Linked DNA regions of Mus musculus: region 1 is linked to region 2. A link is a contact called in public HiCAR-type data. All regions are on one chromosome and are shown on one strand. Each heading gives the region's core, a stretch centred on a gene start, on an enhancer-like site or on the middle of the called end of the contact. The rest is flanking DNA. Distances are from core to core; before and after follow the strand shown.

What was found. HiCAR-type assays count read pairs that join an accessible place to other places.
Region 1: a HiCAR-type map of fibro-adipogenic progenitors shows a contact between it and region 2, with 9 times the contacts expected there. The contact joins two enhancer-like sites. A contact is called at or near these places in 1 of 15 datasets of contacts at CTCF or cohesin (the NIH/3T3 cell line), 2 of 115 datasets of contacts at active chromatin or transcription factors (VIP interneurons and fibro-adipogenic progenitors) and 1 of 9 other capture datasets (adipose tissue).

What each region holds. Positions count from the first base shown.
Region 1 is chr11:44,159,967-44,166,742 of GRCm38.p6, reverse strand. No RefSeq gene overlaps it. Among named protein-coding and RNA genes, the nearest start is that of Gm12153, 200 kb to the right of the region's middle. Within about 2 kb of position 2,347, at least 25 of the 459 cell types and tissues checked have an H3K27ac peak or open chromatin away from gene starts, as enhancers often do. A contact at or near this core is called in fibro-adipogenic progenitors, where this site is marked.
Region 2 is chr11:43,882,024-43,889,027 of GRCm38.p6, reverse strand. It overlaps a transcript of Adra1b not described here. Among named protein-coding and RNA genes, the nearest start is that of Adra1b, 49 kb to the right of the region's middle. Within about 2 kb of position 4,292, at least 8 of the 459 cell types and tissues checked have an H3K27ac peak or open chromatin away from gene starts, as enhancers often do. A contact at or near this core is called in fibro-adipogenic progenitors, where this site is marked.

The DNA.
Region 1 (6,776 bases), core at 1,098-3,597, 280 kb before region 2:
CAACTCTTTTTTTTTTTTCCATTTTTTATTAGGTATTTACCTCATTTACATTTCCAATGCTATACCAAAAGTCCCCCATATCCACCCACCCCCACTCCCCTGCCCACCCACTCCCCCTTTTTGGCCCTGGTGTTCCCCTGTACTGGGGCATATAAAGTTTGCAAGTCCAATGGGCCTCTCTTTCCAGTGATGGCTGACTAGGCCATCTTTTGATATATATGCAGCTAGAGTCAAGAGCTCCGGGGTACTGGTTAGTTCATAATGTTGTTCCACCTATAGGGTTGCAGATCCCTTTAGCTCCTTGGCTACTTTCTCTAGCTCCTCCATTGGGAGCCCTATGATCCATCCATTAGCTGACTGTGAGCATCCACTTCTGTGTTTGCTAGGCCCCGGCATAGTCAGACCAACTCTTAAGTTGGGTTTGATTCTTGTCTCTGCCACTTAGCCCCTGCCTTCAGAACATCCATATATTTTCTAAATCTCAGCCTCCTGGCCTAAAAATATAGAGTTAGAGCCTGCCCCTCAGTGGGTTACCTATTGTAATATAGAATCTGCAAAGGCAGAATATTGGCTTAAAAAAAGAGGAGAAGGCATGGACAGATGAGCACTGACCTAATGGTATGAAGGAGAAGCAAATAGGTTTAGTCCCAAGAGCACATGGAATTCTGGGGAGCTGCTTTCATCCTAGCTGCTGGTAGAAGCTGAGACAGAGGTAGGTGTATGGGCTGGGTTCACTTCTTTCTGCTACAAACGGTCTTCTCCCCTGGGATCTATGGATGGATTTAAAGGTGTTTCTAGAATTCCTGACTTTTATGCAAAATTACGTATGTATGTGCATGGGAATCCAAAAGTTGCATTGCTCCCTCTAAGCCAAGGAATTGTGCACCAAACGGTTTGGATTTCATGACTCACTGATTTCCAAGACAGTGGCCAGAGAGGGCAATGCCAACTTCTTCTTGTTGCCCTCATGTATGAGGAGCACTTTCTTGTAGCTTTTTTTTAAAATTAGGTACTTTATTTACATTTCAAATGTTATCCCTTTTCCCAGTTTTTCCTCTGAAAATCCCCTATCCTCTCCCCTCTTCCCCTGCTCCCCAACCCACCCACTCCTGCTTCCTGGCCGTGGCATTCCCCTATACTGGGGCATAGAGCCTTCACAGGACCAAGGGCCTCTCCTCTCATTGTGACTAAGGAGGATCCAGCAATACCACTCCTGGGCATATACCCAGAAGATGCTCCAACATGTAATAAGGACACATGCTCCACTATGTTCAGAGCAGCCTTATTTATAATAGCCAGAGGCTGGAAAGAACCCAGATGTCCCTCAACAGAGGGTATACTTACACAATGGAGTACTATGCAGCTATTAAAAACAATGAATTTATGAAATTCTTAGGCAAATGGATGGATCTGGAGAATATCATCCTGAGTGATATCACAAAAGAACTCACATGATATGCACTCACTGATAAGTGGATATTAGCCCAGAAGCTTGGAATACTTTGGAATACCCAAGATACAATTTGCAAAACACATGAAACCCAAGAAGAAGGAAGACCAAAGTGTGGGTACTTTCTTATACCTTCTAAGTGGTTTTGCCGATGTCAGAGTCTCCTAGACTACGAGGCTGACCTCAGCTGATGGCTGTCAGTCCTCGATCGAAGGAAGTGTGATATTTCAGCTGCTACTTGGCCTGCTCACTAACTGCTCTCAGATATTAACTGGCCACAAAGGAAGACCAGGAGCACCCACACTAGGAACCAGGCATTAGGTTTACAGAGGATTCTTCTCGATGTGCTCTGTTCAATTATTTTTCCTCCATGCAGTCCTTTCTTCTCCAAACTATACCATAGAGCTAATCTCAAGCTAGGGAAGGATGGAGTAGAAAACAAAACCCACAGAGAGTCAGAAAGACACATGACTAGAGGTGACAGATTCTAGCAGCAGAGATTTCGGTAGCAAAAATCCTGGTTCTCCTTCCACCAGGCTAAGCTTGACATATGTGTCTGGCTGTGAGGGGTTGATCACAGATGATGACTGGAAAATCTTTCCCTTATGAACATGTCAGATATCTCAAGTTTGCTTTCTTATCAGCCAAACAAACAGGGATGAGTGGAAAGTAAATGTTAAACTGCATAAAGAGCCGAGATGATTAAATATAGATGAGTGGCCATGGGTTCTACACTGCCCACCTTCTTCATAGGTTTAGGAGACAGATTTTGGCTCCTTTGGGTCTTCTGACCTTGGAGTAGAGAGGAAGTTGAGTCGTGTTCAGCATAGAGAGTGAGAATGTGCATATCCATGGAGACACACAGCTTCATTTGTGGGAGGCTCATTGTTTAGATTGGGAGGTCTAAGGTCTTCAGTGAGTCACATTCACTCCCTAACATGTATTGTAATGAGCAAAAACCCAAGAGAGACTGTCTTTCCAAATGACTCATATTTATTATAAAATTACTCAACATAACAGGATTATTCAATATAAAATTGACTAATCTGGTTAAACCGTACTTCCTTATTAAGTGAGATACAGTGTAATGGAGGTTTATATACCCTCTTTGAGGGGAGCCAAGGCTACAGTGCCCCAGACTTTGCACAGGAGTTCTGGGTATTTGTGCCCTCAGAAACAACCTGGCCCAGTGAGTCTGGAATGAGAGTCAGAGCTCCTAGCTGGAGGCCAAACCATTGAGCACAGGGAAAACAGATGTAAGTGTCATGAAACGATGGGAGTCCAGGTTCTCACACTCTGAAAAACACAGTATAGTATGTGCTATATGCTAGAGGGCTAGTATTTGCTGACTCTGCATTTCTCTCCTATATTAAATACTTTTGAGGTTCTACAACACACTGCTGTGATATTTGAGTCTGACACTAGTTAGGGCAGTGGATTGGTATGGGAAGCTGTTAAGGAATATGGAGTCAAAATTCAACATATAGCCTACTGTACAAAAGGCATGGGTAATTAGGACTGCAGGCATAGTGTTTTGTGGCTGTTATGCTAATGTTTTATTTGTTGGTTGGTTTCTGATGCATTTAATAAGGACAAAATTGCACAGACGGTGATGATTTATTTCATCATGTGGATCCGTTTGGATCATTTTAGCAAAATATTTTAAACTGGATAACATGTATAGGATAGACTTTATTACTCATAATTTGGTAGGCAGAACAGTTTAAGTTCAAGGTATTGGTGTATTCAGTGTCTTATTCCTCATCAGTGGCCCTTCTGTGTTTCATCTCATAGGGGAGGACAAGACAGCTTCTGGAATTTAGAGGGAGAGAGAGAGAGAGAGAGAGAGAGAGAGAGAGAGAGAGAGAGAGAGAGAGAGAGTTTTACATGTTACCCAGACTGTCTCAAACTCATTATGTAGCAGAAAATGACCTTGAACTTATCTTCCTACCTCTTCCAAGTCCAAGGAGCTAGCATTACAGATGTACAGCACACGTGATTAATGCAGCACAGAGTATAGATAGAGCCAAGGACTTTGTGTATTGCTGGCAAGAGCTCTACGGACTGAGCTCCATCTCCAGCCCCATTCTGGGACTTCTTTTATAGGGGTGCCAAACTCATTTACAACAGCAAAGCTTATAGGCCCATTCACATCCCCAAGTAAGTCCCTGCTATATAAAACGATTATTACTTTGATGGTTAGATTTTCTATGGGTTATACGAGGCTGTGAACATTGGAAAGGAACAATAAAGGGGAGGATTTGTTTTGTTTTGTTTTATTTTTTTCCACCTTAAAAAAAAAGGTTGGTCATTTTCTCCCTTCACTTCTTTCTTTATAGAAGAGAAAGCACAAGGCTCATGGCCATCCTCAAACCAGTGCATCTAGGATAAAGATCCATGGATTCTGGTCCTTGTCCAGAGTACTATTCCCCAAGCTACTGCCCCATGCCAGACTTTGAAGTGTCATCTTAGGGTAAAGCGATGGTTGGTCTTTGCATCTGTCTTTCCCCCTCCCAACAGAGGGACCCTTCAGTTGTTTTCATTTTTTTCTCCCCTGCCAGTTGCTGGACATGGCTTTCACAAGTACTGCAAGTGTGAATTACCTATGGTTACATCTCCTGGTTGGAATCTATGGCAGTCAATACTTTCCCAGGATGGCATCCCTCAGCAAGACTGGAGTCAATACGTGTTGAGGAGGCAATCAGCCAAGTATCCATTAGCTCTCTGGTCTTTGTTTAGAACTGCAAGCGTTCGTAAAGCAGCATTGGTTAATTATTCCTGTAGCAAGGGATAGATACCATTCCCCAAGTTGCTAAAGCAGAAGGAGATGCAGCAGACCCAGAACACAAGAATGAGCATCACGTGATGGGGAAGGAAAGGGTCACAGGTGCACGGAGGCCAGTACTTCAGTAGTATTGGTGCTCTGTTTAGTTCTCATGCCCACATGCCCCTGCATGTTGGCTTCATCCTGCACAAAGTAAGGAAATGCTCACAGCTGTACAGAAATGAACACAGTGGAATATACTTCCTGACGTATGACTGCAAATGGACAGGGGTTAATGGATGGTCTATATAAAGGAGCCTTACAGGGAGAGTGACATTTTGTTAATGTCTACTCTGGAAGCTGGACTGAATGCCTGTGATGAGTAATCTTCACTGTCAACTTGATCAGATTTAGAAACACTTCTCTGGGCATGTTCATAGAAGTGTTTCCTGAAAGGTTTAACTGAAGATGAAAAACCTCACTCTGAACATGGGTGGCACAATGCCAGTGAGCTGGGGTCTCAGACTAAATAACAAGGAGAAAGTGAGCCGGAAACCAGAGTTAATGTCTCTGTCACTTCCTGACTGCATATATGATGTGACTAGCTGTCACACACTCCTGGTGCCTCGCCTTCCTCAAAATAATGGAAAGTGCCTTCAACCCACGAGCCAAACTAAACCTTTCTTCGTTTAGCAGTATTATTAAGGGATTTCATCTCAGCAACAAGAAAAGTAACTGTTACAGATGCTTGGGCGCAGATTCATGATACTAAGAGAGATGGAAAGAGTGCACATGTACAAGAGAGAGAGTTAATTTCAAGTCACCTGATCCAGGAATGGGAGGGGAGGGTGTTCTCAGTCTAGGGGGGAGGCCTGTCCTAGACAAGCAGGGCACGCTTCCCATTTGAACAGGTTTGGAAGAAGCCCGGCACCAAATGGATTCTTCTGAAGCAATATTGGGCTTGTTTTTCTGTAGGCTTGACTGGCTCACATGCAGCTGTCCAACGTCCACTTTTAAACTGTGCTTCTCCAAGGACTGACGTCCACAGTCTCATCCCATCCACAAGGTAATGGGGAAAGCTCTACAAAGTAGGACTTAGCCCAGGTTGCTACTGCTGCTGGGTCCGTGTTGACTGAGTACCATCTCCACTTTCATCCAAATGATGATTGATTGGTCCACTGACAGGCACTTGAATTAAGTCAGACCCATCAGAGAATTTCCATACACTGTGCTAAGCAATGAACAGTCTGAATTCTCAAATTACTCATAGCTGTTTTTCCTGTCATCTCTGCCTCTTGCTTACAAAATTTGATGACCACATGGGTTAAAGGCAGAGTCTTCACAAGATTGCCCTACTCAGATACCAGCCCCAAATCCCAGGGAGAACCCACATGACTAAAAGACTAATTACAAATTAAGAAGGTCTCATAGTCTCTTCAGAGTTAATAATTTGTCAGGCCCTCAGAATTTTCTGAAAGGGCTACATTGTTCATGATCACAGCTTAATTATAACAGATGCACTTGAAGAGCAGCTAGACAGAAGATTTAAATAGAAAGAATGATCAGTTTCTTTGTTTTTGGTCTAGTTTTGTAAGTTTGCTTATAGTCCATTATTAGGGGAAGCCAATCAGAGGATGACAGGCATCCGAAGGTAGGAACTGAAGCAGAGAACTCTTGCTTGTACATAAGGAAGAACGTTGATTACTGGCTTGCTCCTTGGGTTCATGTCCAGCTACTTGCCAGGACCACTTGCCCAGGGACTGTAATGCCCCTAGTAAGCTGGATTTTCCCACCTAATCAGTAATCAAGAAGATGCCCTTGTGTTACCTCATCAGACTTGGCTATGGTTCAAAGTGAGAGAGGCATGTCCTCAGTTGTGACTCCCTCTTCCCAGATGAGTCTAGATTTATGTCAAGTTGACAAAGCCCTTTCTTCGTGGAATCCAGGCACATCACTTTCCTAATGCATCCATGCATCCACTAATCAGCAAACTCTTAACTCTCAAGTATAACAGTTTTTTTTTTCTTTCTGGTCTGCTATTATACAGATACTGTTAGTTAAATCCTTAGCGTTGTGACTGAACTGTCTCCAGCCCCTCTTTTCGCTGAAGGCTTAGCTATCTAGTTCAAAGTTTAGGTACATCCCTGGTGATGTACCTGGTCTTTGTTTGGTGACCAGTCCCTACCCTAAAACTACCTGGAAGCTACCATGAGTTATTTATGTAGAATAATAAAGACATTTCATCACTCAGGAGACTCCAAGGTTCTAGAAGCTATGTTCTGGAAATTGGGGCAAAGACTATATATTTCCTTTATTATACCATACACATACATATGGTTGAATCACAAATTTATCTCTCAGTTCGTGTCTCTCCTGAAATCTAGACTCTCGGATATAACTGCCATTTGGATATCATCTTCAGGAGTTAGTGCCAATCTGTCAACATCCCGAAATAAACTCCTATTCCCTACCCCACAATTCTCTCCCTCCAAAATATACTTTTTTTCTGTACTTTTTTAAACAAATTCCATCAAATTACCATCTACCCAGCTAACTGAACCT
Region 2 (7,004 bases), core at 3,043-5,542:
TACAGAGATGGCAGACACACCCCAGAGAAGCGAAACAAGCTTCCGAAAGTCACTCAAGCTGTAAGTTCTCCAAACAGGAATTTGGGGCAGAGTCCAAGTGACCTTCTCATCTCAAAGTTCATCGAATGTTTTCTGTACACCTCAGACCTGTGAACACTCATCAGTCTGTTCCAGGGTAGAAAAAAAATGCAAAGCTCAAGGCAAGCTGTTGGTATCAGGCAGCTTCCCGACACTAGGATGGAATGCCTGAGGCGGGCTAGTTGTGAAGCATAAGGGTTGATTTCGATCACCGTTTTAGAGAACATGACACCTGTGGTGGCCCAGCTCTAGCTAGTGGTGCATCCACATGGTCTCATGGTGGAGGGCAATGGGAGTCACTCATGCAGAAGCAAGAAAAAGGGAGAGTAGGAGGCACCACTGCTGGTTTTTATAACTCACTTTCCTGAAACTTTACTGTAGGCTTTGAGTGTTCCCATAGAGTATAGTATCTTAATTTAAGGACCTTCCTCCAAGCTCCGCCTCTTAGAGGTACCAGATCTCCAAAACTAGAAAGACACAATCTTTCCATCCAGGAATCAATAGGGAAGAGTCAAACAATACCCAAACTGGACCACGCCTCCATCTTCACTCATTGCCAAACTCCTGGAAGTGCTGACTCCCAATCTGCCCCCTTTTCATCTCTACCCATAAGCTTTCTCGTGTCCTCTGGCAAGAGAGACACCAACTCTAATTCCTTCCTCTTATCATTGCTTTACAAATAGCCACTGACAGCCACTGCGCCGCTTCCTCCCTGAACCAGACTCGCAACCATTTCACACTTGAAAAAATTTCAAATCTTCAAATATATTTGCTCATCACTGTATCCCTTGGGCTGGTACCCGCAGTGCTGTCCAGTTTAGGTTAGATAAGTGTCAGTTGGGAGGATTAAGGGAAGAGTGAGCCCTTTCAGGGGGAGATGGTGGTGCCATGACTTACTGTGTGAAGTCTTTGTCTTAATTAAGGACTGGTTGGATGTCAGATGAAGAAAAGTCTGTCCTGGCTTTTCAGGTTGGGTAGAAGGATGGCATCAAGCTCAAAAGAAAGCTCTATGTGGGAAGATTGCAGAGACTTGCAGAATGAGATCAGTAGGAGAAGCTGCTACCCCCACCCTCCCCTTTGCCACTCCCTCTTCCTCTTTCCCAGTCCTAACTCTATCCCCCCACCCCACCCCAACTCTGTGTGATTGTCTCTTGGCATGCTGCTTTCCTTTGCTGCTCATTGTCCAACATGGCAGCTGTCCAAAGCCATATCCCCACACAGCTGTATGCTCACCCACATCTAAATAACAGAAGCTCTGTGACCTAGGAGGGAGAAACCCATTCTTTGGCCAGACATGGCCCAGGTGACTGCCTTTAGACCAGTGAGGTGGGAAGAAATGGCCTAGGGGAAAAAATGACTATATCTCATTGGCAAGGCTGTGTTATAGGAGAAGGAAGGTTTTCGGGGGAGGGGGGGGGGATAACAACTATATCTCACTGGCAAGGCTGACTGTGTTACAGGAGAAGGAAGGTTTTCAGTTGGGGGGGGGGTAACAAATGAAAAAATATTTCCTACAATGCAGGTCCATGTTTTGCCACACCACTGGGGTGCTGGGCAGATGAAATTCACATTAGACTCTTTACCCTGTGCCACTGAGTACCGATACACCACTCAGGAGGTGGGGAAAACGCAGCCTAGGATGTGGGAGGCCGAAGCAGGGGTTCCCAAGCTCCCAGGCATCCCTTCACTGCTGAAAAGCTGCACAGAGGAGTCAGGAATGAGGGGTTGGGGGCAGACATTAAATACCTTTTGCAGGAAAGAATGTCCAGGAGGGGAAGCTTATTGGCTAAAGCCTCAGGACCTATAGGTACCTCATTAGCATGCTAGGCTACAAGACCTACCTGAGGAGTGCTGTCACATGTTCCAGACCAGGAATCTAATAGGGAGCAAGAAGACATCTACTGTCTCAGGTGGGTGCCTGTGTGCCGGGAGTGGTCCATTGTTCCACAATACATAAATTTTCTTTTAAGACAGTCTCACTACATCATCCAGGTTGGCCTATACTTCAGGACCCTCCTGTCTGAGCCTCTTGAGTCCAGAGAAGTGGCACCTCATATTTGGGTCTTATGTGTTTTTTAAACCCCGGTATTGTAAATGGTTCTGAAGAGCTTATTATTGCAACTGGATCTTAGAATACACTAAGAGAAGCATTTTCCTTTAGCACATCTAGACGTAAACTATGAGGATTAAGAACTGTCCGAATCCCTTATGTTTCTCAGATTCAGATTCAGGGGCCACAGAGCCCTGACACTTTTCCTGGTAGGTAGCCTGGAGATGCCCTAGGTTTCCCTCTTCCAGGACCACAATCTTCTGGGCTTCTTTATAGCCCTTTAGCATCTTGCCAACAATCCTAGGGATCTCCAGAAACACAAGAGACAATCTCCAGCAGTGAATACAAAGCCCACCCCACATTGTTCTTTCCTAGATTTATAAACTGTGTGGGTGCACTCATGTGGGGCGGGGGAGGGGGGAGTTGCATTATGTAAGGGACTAAGAATACATGACTGTTTTCATCAAAGAAATTAATAGAATTATAAACTACATGGTATCTTAGATATTACTGGTCATGCTGCCAAAAAAAAAAAAAAAAACATCAAAAGCTTCCTCAGACCTTTGGCATCTCATGGAAGTACCACCAGGACCAAAGGTGAAGAAGACATAAATCAGTAGGGATGCAGGTTTCCACCCTGTAGCATCCTTCTGGCTGTCCTATTGTTAGTCCTACATCTTTGGTTGCTACGTGTGGTTTTGCTATTTTATAGGCAAGGAAACTGACTGGGGGAAAAATGAAAGAACATAAGCATAGACACACAGCTAGCTAGGCTCTGGGTGGCATTGCTTCCCAGCTGTGCTAGCTCCCAAAGCTCTTTTTATGCTAGCACAGGTCATATTGAGACAAGAAAGAGAACAGTGATTTTTGACAAGGACAAGTGTCATGACAGCTAACCATCTGTGCCTTCCACCTGCAGTGAGGTACCAGGCATTTACTACTGATGTTTCCATGGCTCAATAGCCTGAGCATACAGCTGTACTTGGCAGTGTCCAAGCTGTTTAACAGTGAGGGATTGGCGGCTGTAAGTCCCCGTCTCCCTAAACTGTCAAGCTTGCTCCTTGAGGATCTGTTTATCTTGCAGTTGCTAGCTAATTGGTAAAGGGATAACAGGATAATTTTGTTGTGATGAGCAGTTCTCAATTCTAACCTGGAGAAAGATGGAGATACCAATGAACACTGACTAAGAGAAAGTGTCAAGTAGTTCTCCAGGCCCCGTAGCTGGAAGGAGTGATGATATCAGGTTAACATTACAGAGATGCAAAGTCATGAGAGAGAGACTAGTTGAACTCATTCCCATGGCCACTTCCTAGTAAACACATATTCTCTGTTGGATTGGCTGATGTTGGGTTTCGGATCTCTGGGTCACCTTGTTTACTGTCACTCTTGAGCCAAGCTTGGATGTCATGACTATCAAATCCTGTCAATCAGCGACTTCACTCCCAGTCCCACCTGGGAGTCCCTTCTCAGACCTCCACTTCAGCATCATAAGACCCAACTTCTATGAGTCCCCCAAGCAGAGTTTCTTTGCATTATGAGGGTCTTGCCAGCTGGTATTAGGGTTCTTATATTTGACTCTTACCTTGAGTTCTTCTCCTGGGAGTTCTGGGATATCTTCATGGGTTGGAATAGAAGGAAATATGCAGAAAGTATAGCCTACAAAATCATCATTTCTCTGATGTGTTATCCAAGAATTGGACCCAGTCTAAGTAATCCTTAGCTCCTTAATGATTAAAGAATTTTAGCTAGAACCAACAGTCAGCTCCAATATATTCCCTTACCAGTTCTCCTAAAAGGTCCATGGGGACTTCATACAAGCAGAACCTCTGTCTCAGAGTTCCTGCAGTCTGAGGAGAATTAGGCACACTCGGTGGACTTGGCTGGAAAATCATTCAAATACATAACCTCCAAAGTCACTCCTTGTTTTTAAAAGTCCACAATTCTCTGATGAAGCAAGTGGAATGTATTTCCAAAAAAGAGGTTAATGAACATCTTACTCAATGACTTATAATTCACTCCACCAGATTCTGGAGACTTCTGGCTGATTCTTGCAAGTAATCCCATGGTACCAAATTTCTGCCACTTGCCTGGAAGTTTATGACATCAGAGTGCAGTGTCTGACCTGACCCTCTGAGGGAAAATATTATCTAAACTATGAGGCAATTCCCTCACATCTACCCTGAAAGCCAGGCATGCCTTTCTGGGTGCCTCAGGCCAGTCCAACAGTAGACTATGGGGTTCTTTGCAGTTGACTGACCTGGCTGCCACAGATACAAGTGGTCTCAGCCATCTGCTCACCAAACAGCTTTCCCTGTGGCTGAAAGCCAACAATAAATTAAAAAGAAAAAAAATCAATTATCAGTGTGGATCTAAGTTATATCTCAGGGTGGGGTAGCAAAAACAAATAGGTTGTCCCATGCAACTGAGGAGTATTTATCCAGCCCTCAAATGGCATGCTATTATGTTTAGAGGTTTTTATGCAAAAAAAATGGGAATGGTTTTTCATCAAGCTGTCCACATTGATTCTTCTTAAAAAATATAAAAAGTAATTTTAAAAAGAAGAAAAATGTGTTAACCATACAATCTGTGTCCATAGAACACAGAGGAACTAGTTCAACTGGCTATAAATGTTCAAATACATACTCCTGCAACCAGAACTATTTGGGACTAGGCTTACTTATAATCTTGGATAAAGGGCAAATGTGCAAGCTAAGGTGGGAAAAGATAGTTTGTCACGTATCCAATGGTATCATCAACTCAGTTACACAAGACATTAGTGTGAGTGACAGATGTTGAAATCTTAAAATTAATTTCCTCTGGCTGTTTCTTGAGTACTTGGCTATTCCACCTGAGGTATTTCTAAGGGGATAAGAAACTTGGAAACAAAAATGGTACATTTCGAGTCTTTTCTCATGAGAAGAGGCAGGGACCAAAATTAGCCCAGCCCACACTGAGAATTCTGAGTAAGATCCGATTCACGGACTTTTGAAAGTGAAAAAGAGACTGAAAAGAAAGCCATCTGTGATGGTTAGTGTGAACTATCAATTTGATAAAATCTAGAATCACTGGGGTGATAAGCCTTATAAGCATATTTAAGGATTATAATTATTGCACTAACAGAGGTGGGAAAGCATGTGCATTGTAGGCGGCACCATTCCTTAGGCAAGATCTTGGACTGCATAAAAGAAAGCAAGATGAGCACTGTTCACTATCCTCCTCTTGATTATGAATGCCATATGACCATTTCCATCACTCTCCTGCTGTTGTGATTTTCCCTGCTATGTTGGAAAATGACCTGAAAAGACAAGCCAAATACACTTCTTCTCACTAAGCTATGCTTCAGAGTATTTTATCAAAGCAATGGAAAAATGAAACTAAGACACAGCATAATGCATAAGTTGATTATAATAACAGCAATAATAAAATAGTAATCAACAGTATAATTCCAGATGCCTGTATTCTAGCACTAGGGAGGCTGATAAAAAAGGAATTACTTGAGTTTGAAGCCATCCTGGGCTACATAGCAAGTATTATACCAATTAGGAATAGACTGTGCGAGCTTGTGTTTAAAAATAATATGCTAAAGGGGTCTGCAACCCTATAGGTGGAACAACAATATGAACTAACCAGTACCCCCAGAGCTTGTGTCTCTAGCTGCATATGTGGCAGAAGATGGCCTAGTCGGCCATCATTGGGAAGAGAGGCCCCTTGGTCTTGCAAACTTTATATGCCTCAGTACAGGGGAACGGCAGGGACAAGAAGTGGGAGTGGGTGGGTAGGAGAGTCGGGGGGGGTGATGGGGGAACTTCTGGGATAACATTTGAAATTTGAATGAAGAAAATACCAAATAAAAAATATTTTTAAAAAATATAATAATAATGGTAATAATAATATATAAATAATTTTATTGAAGACAATACACAATTAATCTAAAGCATTTCTACCACAAAGCATGTCCTCAAGGCTTTCACAAAGAAAAAAAATCAGAAACTTAGGAATCTCAAAACCTGAAAGATGTTAACTCTCAAGAATACCAGTGTCATCAAAGACAGACTAAAGAACTGATTCTGATTAACGAGTATGAAAGAGATGGCTTCTGCAAATACTGTTTGATCTCATGGAAGGGAAGAATGGATGTACGACTCAGACCAAAACAATTAGTGAGATGTAAGTATCTGCAACTTTTAAACTAGTGACGATGTGTGTGATGCTCTTACATTTTAAACCAGACTTAACAGGGTATCCACAAGCCTGTGAAAGTACAGAGAAGAGGCAGGGACCAAAATTAGCCCACCCCACACTGAGGATTCTGAATAAGATATATAATTGATTATTGGCCAATGTGAACATCACATCTGCAACTAATGTGTAGTTCAGAAAATTAGTGACATGTATAAACAGAAGTGAGAGGAGAGAAAAGGAAAGGAATAGAAACTGGAGAGAGGAACACAGAGAGCAAGTCAGCCTGGATAAAGAGCCTATGAGATTACCCGTATGGCTCTAAAATCATGTCAAAATGAATGGGGAAATTGTCATCATAATGTATGCTTAAGGAGTTTAGCATGAAGATGTGCTAAATTTGGAAACACTTGGTGATTTCTAGTTATAAATATCTGGACAGTTCTTGAAGGAACACAAGTACCTCTTCCATCATGAATAACCCAAAAACCCATTTAAATTTATAAAACTGTGGTCATGTAACATTGAAATTAGGCTTAAGTTTTTAGAATAGTACTTCATCTATTAGATTAACTAGTGGTAAAGGGCTATCAAAAGCCAGCAAACAGAAGTTTATGGAAATCAGTGTTCTCATTCCACCATTACCCTGGGTTAGCCAAGGAATCATTCAAAGGCAGTCTCACAATACTAACAGAAA